Linked DNA regions of Canis lupus: region 2 is linked to region 1. The links are chromatin contacts, called in public Hi-C maps. All regions are on one chromosome and are shown on one strand. The core of a region is the stretch at or near the end of the contact, and the rest is flanking DNA. Distances in the headings are between cores, read along the strand shown. Region 1 holds the start of PITPNC1 (cytoplasmic phosphatidylinositol transfer protein 1). Region 2 overlaps PITPNC1 (cytoplasmic phosphatidylinositol transfer protein 1).

The links. A called contact is a pair of places that touch in the nucleus more often than the background predicts.
Region 2: a contact with region 1 is called in a Hi-C map of blood, with 2.8 times the contacts expected there. The contact joins the enhancer-like site here to the promoter of PITPNC1 in region 1. A contact is called at or near these places in 3 of 9 Hi-C or Micro-C datasets (amygdala and blood).

The regions. Positions count from the first base shown.
Region 1 is chr9:13,801,754-13,807,321 of UU_Cfam_GSD_1.0, reverse strand. PITPNC1 (cytoplasmic phosphatidylinositol transfer protein 1) reads right to left here and starts at 2,611. Exons shown (of 9, transcript XM_038546821.1): 1 at 2,515-2,611. The coding sequence starts at 2,562.
Region 2 is chr9:13,871,639-13,877,707 of UU_Cfam_GSD_1.0, reverse strand. All of the region lies in intron 1 of PITPNC1 (cytoplasmic phosphatidylinositol transfer protein 1), which reads right to left. Among named protein-coding and RNA genes, the nearest start is that of PITPNC1, 70 kb to the right of the region's middle. Within about 2 kb of position 4,192, at least 2 of the 20 cell types and tissues checked have an H3K27ac peak or open chromatin away from gene starts, as enhancers often do. A contact at or near this core is called in blood, where this site is marked.

The DNA.
Region 1 (5,568 bases), core at 1,362-3,861:
GATCCCTCCTTCCCAGTTTTTAATGTTAAGGACAGTAGGACATAGTACAAGGTAGGGGGGTGGGGGTGGATGGTGGACACTGGGGGTTTACTCCAAGTCAGATTCCAGGGATCTAACCTCTGGCACGAGGTACCTAGTTTCCTCACCCATCATCTGCCTTGGAAAATCTGAATCCTATCAGTTTGAAGCCTCTATCAATCTAAACTGTCCCCACCGTTTTTCTAACCAAGTGGAAAACTAACTTCAAAATATAACTTTTTTAGAAACTGAATCATGGGACGCCTGGGTGGCTGAGCGATTAAGCGTCTGCCTTCTGCTCAAGGCGTGATCCTGGAGTCCCAGGATCGAGTCCCACGTCGGGCTCCCTGAATGGAGCCTGCTTCTCCCTCTGCCTGTGTCTCAGCCCCCACCCCCCCCCCTCTCTCTGTGTCTCTCATGAATAAATAAATAAAATATTTTTTAAAAAAAAGAAACTGAATCATGCTTTAGTCCAAATAAATTGCACATTAAGTAAATTATAATTATATATTCTATTAACAAGGGGAGCCTGATTTCATTTACCAATTAAGAAAGGGCCTCCCCTCCCCCCCAAAAAAATAACAAGTAAAAGAAAGGGCCTCCACCTGTATTATTCAAAAGTGATTACTTCTCCCTGAAGTGGTGGGTATTTTAGTAGCATGCATAAATAAATCAATAAGTGGCTTAAGAGCTGTGCCTGAATGTTCAGGAAAGCCTGCGGAAAAAAAGCAATCAGAATAAAGAGAGTAAAAAGATTTTGTAGGTAGTAAGAAGATTCTAGAACTGGTTGTTTTCTTGACTATCACCTGCACTTTGGAGGTATTTCATGCAGTACTAACACTGCGCCTAGATTCCAAACTCCTATCAATAAATAAAGTCACTGGGGGGAGAGATGAAAAAGCACACACATCTCCAGGCTGCACTGCTCCAGCTCAGCTGCCCAGGGTGGGAAGATCTCAATCTTTTCTAGAACTACTCTGGTTAACCAGGTTCACTCATCTGCCTCCCCCACTTCCCACACAGCTGTGTGCTGCTCCTCCACTTGATCGACACGGTCGAGATGCATCCCCCAAAACTGCCTATCCACCCGGATTCATTCCATCCTTCCAGACTCTGCTCCAACGTTATCTCCTCAAATGCCAACAGGCAGCATCGCCAGCCAGGTGGATCATTCTGGTGGGGGCCTGACCTCTCTCTTTGACAACCAGTGTCCCGGGGATGTATAGTTTTGTCAACTCGCAGCTACTTGTATCTTGCCTTGGATTGTACTATGGGTCCTGCCTCAACACTTGCTCCAGATGACAGATTAAGACGGGCCCCTCGGGAGCGCAGTCCCTTTATCTGTTAAATACCTGCTTCTTGCCCAAAGCGCCTCGCCCCTTCCACAAGCCAGAGGCTCACTAATATACCTGATAGATTAGATGCTCTGTATTTAAATAGACACACGGTTTGGCTCGCAGTCTCTTTGGTGGGGCACACTAACCCACACTAGTGAGTCTCAAATTTCCCCGATTGGCTTCACGCTTCCTTGACGTCCCTGGACGGGCGCTAAGCAATTGTGAAAACACCAAAAAGGTAGGGGTGGGGGGGATGCTGGGGCCTGAATATTCCTCACTGAGTCATTTCCTGAATGATGGAGCCTGAAGCTTCGGGAGATCTGGAGAATGGAGCTGGAGCAGCGGTGGGAGGACCAGCGCCCCGGCCCCCGGCCCCCGCCCCCCGCCCGGCAGCCGCAGCCGCAGCCGCAGCCCCCGGAGCGGAGCCCCGGGCCGGCACCCACGTGCTGGGGCGCCCCCGTGTGGCCGCGCCCGCGTCCCCGCCGCTCCCGGCTCGCCCGCAGACCACGCTCCCCGCCGCTGGAGAAACAACAGACGCAGAAAGTTTCCGAGCCAGGCGGTTTGCGGAAAGGTCGAAGCCAGGTCTGGGAGCCTCGATGCGCGGGCGTGGCGGGAGCGGCGCCCAGGCCGGCGGCGACGGCGAGAAGTCCGGGCCGGGGAGGGCTGCCCTAGGGCTCCGAGGTGCCCCCCAGCGGGACTCCGGGCCTGGCGATCCCGAGGGCAAAGGCTTCTCCCCTACCCAACCCAGACCTTGCAGCGAAGGGCGGGAGGGGAGCCGGGGCCCACGCCAGGACCGGGTGCCGCTCCCCACACACACCCCACCCCAAGCCGGCAGGACGCGCTTGGGGCGCTTGGCTTTGCTCTGTTCATTTTCTTAATTGGAGGAGGGGGGGGCGCACCGATTCCCTTTGGCTCTGGGTGCCCCCCCAAGACTCCACCTAGAGTCCACCGCCCCACCCAACGCCGCCCTCCCCCGCTGGGGTGACAAGTGGAGACAGCAACTCCCCCCCTCCAGCCTTCCACTCGGGAGGTAGTGCTCCCGCAGGGCTTCCCCGCCGCCCGCGGAGGCTCCGCCGACCAGAGGCTGCGGCGGGGTCCTCGGCGCCCCGGGGCGGGGGGGGGGGGGGGGCGAGGCCGGGCCCGGCGCGGCGGCGCTTACCTCGTCCACGGTGAGCGGCATGCAGATCCGGTACTCCTTCAGCAGCATGGTCCTGCCGGCCGCGGGCCCCCGGCGCGGGCGCGGGGGCGGGGGCGGGGGCGGGGGGCGCCCCCGAAGGGCGAGGCTGCCGCCCAGGCGCGGGGCAGGGCGCCCGGAGCCCTGCGCTCGGAGCCGGCGGGCGGAGCAGCCCCGGCGGCGCGCTCAGCTCCTGGCTTCCTCCTCTCCGCCCGCGAGCATGTCAAGGTTCGGGTCTGGGCGTCCGGGGCTCCCCGCCTCCTGCCTCGCCGGGGCCGGTCCTCCCGGACGCGCTGTTGCAAAGTCAGGGAGGGACCGCGGAGGGCGGGAGGGGGACCCGCTGGAAACCGCTCGGATCGGCGGCCCCGGGCGGGAGGAGCGGCCGCCGGATCAGGACATGCCCGGTGGCGGGCAAGGGAGGAAAAGAGAGAGCTTTCCGAAAATTAAGACGAAATGCACAAAAAGTCCCCCGCCTCGGGCCGCCTGAACCTGGCGACCCCCGCTCCGGCGGGTCTGCCCGAAGGCGAATGTCACCAGGAGCCCATTGCAGCCGGAGCCGGAGATGCTGACTTTCCAGACAAAGGCTCGGCCGGCTCTTCTCCCCGGGCGGTAAACAAGATTTCCTGCTCTTTTTAGGGCCCGTCCGCGAGGCGCGCCGGGGCTCGCGGCGGGAGGAAAGGGAAGCCGCGGCCGCTCGGCTGCGCCGGGCTTGGGCCGCGGGTTGCTCCGAGCGGGGCTCGCGGCGGCCGGGGCGGGCGGGAGGAGGCGGCGCCTTCCGCGCACGGCCCTCCCTCCCCCGAGTGCCCGGGCTCGGCGAGCGCCGTGCGTGCCCGCGAGTTTGCAGCCGCCGCGCCGGGCCCGGGAGTCCGCGCCGAGCTGCAGTGTGCCTCGGGCCGGGGAGGTGGGTGCGGGAGGAGCGAGCGCCAGCCGGGCTGACATCAGCAGCGGCCGCGGCGGGGAGGGTAGCCCCATCCGGCCAATGGGGAAATGGCAAAGAATGTGGAGGATTTAAACAAAACAGCATGTCTCTCCCCGGCTCCTGCCAGACGGCGGGGCTGTCCCGGAGCTGAGCCTGGGGGCCGCCGGGGAGGACCGAGCGAGGGGGCCGGGGGGCGGCGGGGGCGGCGGGGGCGGCGGGGGAGGGGGGCCCGCTTCCCTGCCCGCCTGGACCCTTTGGGTCTGTTTCTCAGATGTGCCCCGCCCGGCCCCTCTGGGTGGCTTCTGGCTTCCAGGTACCGAAAGAAGCGTGTCTTGACCTTTGCAGAAGGTCTTGTTACAAACGCCCCCTCTGGTCCAGGGTTGCAAGCCCAGCGCTGGAGAGGCGACGGGCTGTGGGAGCACGAGCCCCCAGCCTTGCCTGCTTTCCTGGCTGGCTTCAGAGATGGAATCCTGGACGACTGGCAAGTGCAAAAGCGAGGAAGAAAATGAAGTACAGAGAGCACAGGAAAACAGAGGGAGCGAGAAGCGGACACAGCCTTGTACCTCTCCTGGCCTGCGCTGCTGTCCCACCGCCCGCTCCGCAGGGCTGCCAGAGTAGGCTTGCCTGTCACCACTCCTAAGTTCAAAAAGTCACAGTGAAATGTCAATGAAAATGCCTGGAGTGTTGGTACTTCATCCATATTAAACAGATCCCTCATTTTAACCACAAGAGGCACATTTTTCACTTACTCAGGAAGCTGCATGTAACTGCTGAAGTCTGTTTTTCATTTGTCTGGTATTTTTAAGCTTGTTTTTCTGAAAAGTTGCTGGATGAAAAATGCATCGTTTTGCCTCTATGCAGAAGAACCTGCAAGCATCATCTTTTCTCAGAAAAATATGTGTGCTCTGCGGCCCTGCAGCTACTCGCCGAGCTTGGATGGTGCTGCAGATGGTCTCGATACTATAGTATTTAAAATTATGATTAATAAACAGATAACCGGTGTAACTGTGGTGGGTTGTGGCAAAAAGCACCCAGATGGCTGGAGAGAATTCATAACTGTGAACATGATACAAAGCCTCATAGAAAAACAACCACCCTATACCCAGCTTATATTTTAGTGAAAACTATTTTCTAGATAAATGCATCCCAGAGTTGGCTCAGATATATTCACAGCAACTAATTAAAGCTAAACCGAATTCCTCGAGGTGGAAAATCTAAATCTGACACTGTAGTGGTGAATAATAACACATCGAAAGCCTGTGATACGGGAAGAAGCTCAAGCTGTTTTTCCCTTTTTTCCTACTTCTTACTTGACAACAAGTGTAGTGGTTTCGCTTCTGGCACCTAATCCTCTTCCCAAAGGCAGCTAGGCAAGGTACTGGCAAGCCACATGTACATATGCATGCACACAGGACTTCAAAAGTGTGTAGGTATGTTCCCAGCTTCCTAGATGTTTCCTTTTTTTTTTTTTTTTTTTAAGATTTTATTTATTTGACGGAGAGATAGTGAGAGAGCACAAGCAGAGGGAGCAGCAGAGGGAGAGCGAGAAGCAGGCTCCCCACTGAGCAGGGAGCCTGATGCAGGCAGATGCCAGGACTCTGGGATCATGACCTCAGCTGAAGGCAGATGCTTAACCTACTGAGCCACCCAAGCGCCCCCCTCCTAGATGTTTCCTGACATTGATTCTGCAGCTGTTTTTACTGAAATTAATATTATGGTTGAAGAACTACCCCTCCTCATTGCCCAGACTGCAAATCAGTCTGTATGTGCTTTGCTCCTGACTCTAGTAAGCTGCCTGAACTTCCTTTTCATCCAGTCCATCCGCGTGCCTGGTCACATTAATCTTGTTCAAGCACAGCTCTAATCCTGCCCCTTTCACAACCTCTCAGGGATTCTCTGTGGCCTACTGAGCCAGTTCAAATTCCTTGGCAGGAAGATCAGGACTCTGAATCCACCTTTCCCCTGCTAGTCAGTTACCTTTCCTCCCGGCCCTCCTGCATCCAGGTGACACAAATATTAGCTGTTGGCAGGAGAAGGCGCCCACTTCACCTTGACCCTTCTGCTCCTGCCATTGCCTTCAGAGTCCCTCCCCACTCCATCCCCCATGACACCATTTTTCA
Region 2 (6,069 bases), core at 2,943-5,442, 69 kb before region 1:
TGCAACAGGTCTCTCGGGTACCAGAAGAAACAGGCCTCTGGGGAAGGCAAGGTGGGGGAGCTGCTGGGGAATTGGGAAGGGGGGGGTGGCCTGAACCAGGAGATTTTTCACAGAAACCTAATTCCTTTGTGTGGCTCCAGTGAATTGCTCAGCAACCAGGGCCTGACTCCGAGGTAACCGGGCCTGCTCCCTCCACTCCAGTACCAACTGCTGGGGTTGCTGTGGGCAACAGAGGAGAGACGCTAGGCAGGGGAGGGGGACAGCAGAGAATAGACTAGAAGGACGGGAAGAGGAAGAAATGTCAAGAGAAGGGCTGAGGAAAGCCACAAGCCCAGTTTGGGGTCCTTCCAAACGCTCTGAATTCAGAGGGACGGCAAGCGACTGGCAAGGTCCCCTCGCTAGTGGCCACTAATGAAAGGCTTCTGTGCATACATTAGCCCTCCAGTCTCTCCAGATCTTCTGAGCCGCAGAGACCTCCCAAAGCTTCCAGAAAAAGGGAGAGCCACAGAAACCCTCCGCAGGTCTCTCTGAATCCTCTTTCAGTGACCCCCTTTCAAGGGATTTCACTAAAGGGGACAAGTCTCCCTTGTTCCTCCAAGCTTGGTGGGTTGTGGTGGTTTTGTTCCTTCGGGGAAGAAGGTTGGAGGAGGTACAGGAGATGGGGGGCGGGGGGTGCTGGGAGAAGGAGACAAACAGCCCTGCCCGCCTTCGCCTTCCAATGGCCCTTCATCAAAGAGGGCTTGTTGCTGGAGACGGCAGGGGAGGGGCAGAGAGAAGCCTGGGCGCTCGGTTTCCCAAAAAAGGCTGAACAGGGACCTCAGTGTCTCTTTCAGGCACTACCCCAAGTTTTCGCAAAAAGAAATAAAATGACACTTTGGAAGTCTGAGCTGAGGGCACCTGGGTGGTGCAGTGGTTGAGCATCTGCCTTTGGCTCAGGGAGTGATCCTGGGGTCCTGGGATCGAATCCCACATCGGGCTCCCTGCATGGAGCCTGCTTCTCCCTCTGCCTGTGTCTCTGCCTCTCTCTGGGTCTCTCATGAATAAATAAAATCTTTTTTTTTTTTTTAGATAAAATCTTTATTTTTTTTTAATTTTTATTTATTTATGATAGTCACAGAGAGAGAGAGAGAGAGAGAGAGAGAGGCAGAGACACAAGCAGAGGGAGAAGCAGGCTCCATGCACCAGGAGCCCGATGTGGGATTCGATCCCGGGTCTCCAGGATCGCGCCCTGGGCCAAAGGCAGGCGCCAAACCGCTGTGCCACCCAGGGATCCCTTTTTTTAGATAAAATCTTTAAAAAAAAAACATCCAAACACAAACATTTACATTTAGAAAAATAGGAAAGAAAAAAGAGGCACTGCCTCCCTCCCTTGGACCACAAGCAGCTTCTAAGCTAGAGGTAGAGTCTTAGGAGCAGCACATGAACTTATCATGGGTTCACCCGGCTCGGATGTGCCATCACTCTCAGCAGGAAGAGCCCGGGGGCAACCCAGGGTTGGAGTCTTGGTGTGGTGATTACACCATGACGCACCCAGAAATTGGGTGCTGTGAAAGGACACTCGAACTGCTCACTGTAAGCAAGGCTTTGGGCGTGGGCAGCGGGGGAGGTTCTCTTGTGGCTCCGATCTGTGAGGCACACGAAACCCACAGGGCGGGAGGAAGCCGGGGGGCCTCAGTAGAGTTCACCCAAACCTTCCATGCTTTCTGAATGGTAAAAATGAACTGAAAACAAGTGTCCTGGGACACCTGGGTGGCTCAGTGGTTGAATATCTGCCTTGGCTCAGATCGTGATCCTGGGGTCCCGGGATCGAGTCCCACATCAGGCTCCCTAAAGGGACCCTGCTTTTCTCTCTGCCTGTGTCTCTGCCTCTCTCTCTGTGTGTCTCTCATGAATAAATAAATAAAATTGTAAAAAAAAAAAAAAAAAAAAGAAAAGAAAAGAAAACAAGTATCCTCAGGGGAGTAAGGGAGATACCAATGAGCAGCTCGGTAAACCCCTCTTCAGAGGCAACACCTAGCATTGCCACACTTCAGCACACATGGGGATCCCCCAGGAATCTCGTTGTGGTGCAGATTGACTCAGAAAGTCTGGGGTGGGACCTGAGATCATGCATTTCTAACAAGTTTCCAAATACTGACCACATTTTGAGAAGCAACAGCTCAGGGACGCCTGGGTAGCTCAGTGGCTGAGTGTCTGCCTTCAGCTCAGGGAGGGATCCCAGGGTCCAGGATTGAGCCCCATATCGGGCTCCCAACAGGGAGCCTGCTTCTCCACCTGCCAGTGTCTCTGCCTCTCTCTAATGAATAAATAAAATCTTTAATAAAAAAAAAAAAGAGAGAGAGAGAAGCAACAGCTCAGAATCACTGAAGTTCAGAAAGGGAAACCCACAAGCCAGGCCTTCTCCAGGGCAATGAAATCAGTACCCACGGCAGTGAGGCCAACCTCAGGGATTTTTTTTTTCCCCTTAAGAGATTGTATTTATTTATCTGATAGTGAGAGAGCACAAGTAGGCAGATCAGCAGGCAGAGGCAGAGAGAGAAGCAGGGAGCCCGACGCAGGACTTGATCCCAGCACCCCAAGATCATGACCCAAGCCCAAGGCAAGTGCCTAACAGACTGAGCCACTCAGGTACCCCAGATTTTCTTTTTAAGTTGCCCAGGTGATTCTTCTGTATGGTCAGGGCTGGGAACCCACTGGTTCTGGCTCTCATTATTAACTAGATACATTACATGGCCCCAAAAAACTTAGCATCTGGAAATCTCAGTTTTGTATCAGAAAAGGGTTGCTGGCCAAAATGGACTGATGTAGAAACAAATACACAGAATTTGAAAGCACACAGAAAAAAAAAAGTAATATATGATAGTATTTTACATGATCGCATGTTAGCTTGTTTCATTAAAGTGAGGAGTTAACAGTGTCCCTGACTAATCAAATTCTACAAGTATTGGCCCCATGGCTGCAGGCTAACTCTCTAGAAGAGACTCTTAGAAAAAAAGAGACAGACAGACAGACAGACCTTTAGTTAGGGACCTCACTGCTGTTCTGTTAACAACCCCCCTCCCCAGCCCAGTGCCTTGAGACTTTCTTTTTTTTTTTTTTTTTAATTTTTATTTATTTATGATAGTCACAGAGAGAGAGAGAGAGAGGCAGAGACACAGGCAGAGGGAGAAGCAGGCTCCATGCACCAGGAGCCCGATGTGGGATTCGATCCTGGGTCTCCAGGATCGTGCCCTAGGCCAAAGGCAGGCGCCAAACCGCTGCAACAACCTAGGGATCCTGAGACTAACTTTCTTAAATGACAAAGGACTCAAAAATGGATTTGAAGTCTCATAGGCATCCCAGCTAGTACCTTTAAAAAGTGTTCCTTGGCAGCCCAGGTGGCTCAGTGGTTTAGTGCCACCTTCAGCCCAGGAGGGCATGATCCTGGAGACCTGGGATCGAGTCCCATGTCGGGCTCCCTGCATGGAGCCTGCTTCTCCCTCTGCCTGTGTCTCTGCCTCTCTTTCTCTCTCTGTCTCTCTCTGGTCTCTCATGAATAAATAAATAAAATCTTAAAAAAAAAAAAAAAGTGCTCCTAAAGGCGCACCTGGGTGGCTGTAGGTTAAGCACCTGACTCTTGATTTCAACTCAGGTCGTGATCTCAGGGGTCGTGGGATCAAACCCTGCACTGAGCCCCATGTCAGGCTCTGCGCTCAGTGGGGAGTCTGCTCAAGATTTTCTCCCTCTTTCTTTGCCCCTCCCCACCCCCGTTCACATGCTCTCTCTAAATAAGTAAAGGAATATTTTTTGGAAAAAGTCCTCCTGGGGATCCCTGGGTGGCTCAGTGGTTTAGCGCCTGCCTTTGGCCCAGGGTGTAATCATGGGGTCCCGGGATCGAGTCCCACATCGGGCTCCCTGCATTGGAGCCTGCTTCTCCCTCTGCCTCTGTCTGTCTGTCTGTCTCTCATGAATAAATAAATAAATAAATAATCTTTAAAAATAAAAAAGCCCTCCTAACATTCTTTCAAATCTGGATTCCTGGCACCAATTAACGACCGATGCAGGACCTACAAAGCAAATCCACGCTCCCTTCCTTTCCACTCCCGTTCCATCTCTCTAATCCAGAGCTCCAGGGTGCAAGGAAGGTGCTCAGCAGCCAACTTTCCACTTTCTGTGCAATAAACACAACTCCAAAGGGCATCAGTTCTGCCAGCCGCCAACAGATGGCATCAGCGGTCGCACAAGGTCACTGGAGCCTCAGCCTTGGCTTTGTTCCTTAATCCCTGTCATGTTTGCTGTTGGAAATGCGTGTCTTGTTGCAAACTTACTGAAGGTGAAAAAAATTAGGTCAAAATGCAAGTCTTCGGATAACAACATGAGAGCTGTGAAGGAGTAAGAGCCCCCGACATCCTCGGCTCCCTGATGAGATAGCTTCACCAGCAACCAATGCGTACCCAGCTGGGTAAGTGTCACGTCGGGGTTAGAACAAATAGGCGTTCAGCAACTCACCTGTGCAACGCTTCTGTGTCCCCGGGTGACATAACAACGAAGTCGCTTCTCCCAGCCCACGCAGAAACCACAAAGCAAAACAACCTTCCACCATGAAGCAAAGCTATAACCGCCGCTTTTCAGAACCAAAGACTCTCTGAGAAGCAAAACTCCACTTCCCCTTGATTCATCGGGCTTGTGTGCTCAGCATATCAGCTATTCCCAAGAAAACAGGGCCCTTCTTTATTGACTGCAACAATGCCGGGTGTTCAAGCTAGGGCGGTTTAGTTCTTTCTGCAGGAACTTAGCTGAATGCCTTGTGCTGGTCTTTCAAAGGTAATGGTCAGGAATCCTGTGGATTGCTAGAATTCTAAAGAACAACGGTTCTCCACCAGGGGAGACTTTGCTACCCCAGGGGTCATCTGGTGGTACTGAAGATATGGTGGTGGTCAGGGGCAGGACAGAGGAAGGATGCTGCCGGCATCTAGAGTGCACAGGACAGGCCCCGCAACCAAGAATGATCCAGTCCAACTGTCAATAGTGGTGTGGTTGAGAAACCCCACTCTAGAGCCAAGAATTTGGGCCAAGAAAATTTAAATTCCACAAGTCAATTTCCCACTGGACTGAGAAGACAAAAGCTAATTAATGGGAACTCCTTCCTGACGTCAAAATTGGCCATCCCAGTCTTTCCTGGTCCTGTTTTTGAGAACAGTGTCCTTCATTGTCACCAAGGCCTCCCCTGTGAATCTCATTGCGGCCGACCTTCTCAGGAACTTCGCCCCATCCACCATGTGCTCTTCCTTAGCGTCTACACTCTTACCACTCCCTCCACCTGATTCCGAGAGGCTGTTTTCCCATTTCAAAAACATCTTTCAGGGCACCTAGCTGGCTCAATCAGTAGAGTGTGGAACTCTTGATCTCAGGGTCATGAGTTCAAGCCCCATGTTGGATGTAGAGATTACTTAAAAATAAAATCTTAAAACAAAACTCTCACCCAAGCAATAGATACCCTGAGTCCTAACTGATTTAAACAAATGATTGAGGGGTGCCTGGGTGGCTCGTTGGTTGAGCGTCTGCCTTTGGCTCAGGTCGTGATCCTGGGGTCCTGGGATCAAGTCCCGCATCAGGCTCCCCACAGGGAGCCTGTTTCTCCATGTCTTCGCCTCTCTATCTCTCATGAATAAATAAAATCTTAAAACAATTTTTAAAAATTTTAATGATTGGATAAATAAATAAATGGAAGAGAAGGGACAAATCTTCCTTACAGAAGAATTCCAGGTAATACACATGGAAGGAAGGAAAGAGCTAGAAAATCACAAGTACAACGCTACAGTAATCATAGCTGCAGGCGAGATCCCCTGATGAATGTTCAAAGTTTTTAAAGGAGAAATAGGATACTTGCAGGGCCTCAAAGCATCTTTTAGAAAGTATTTATTCATAACTGTGGTGGTTTTAGCATACCCAAACAACCTTTCTTGGATCATCCCCCAACCCTAGGAGGTAGCACTTAATGTACCTCCCCTTGATTGTGGGCTGGATTTAATGGCCCACTTCTAGTGGATAGAGTATGTTCTAAGGACAGCTTTCTAGAATGTCAGGCTG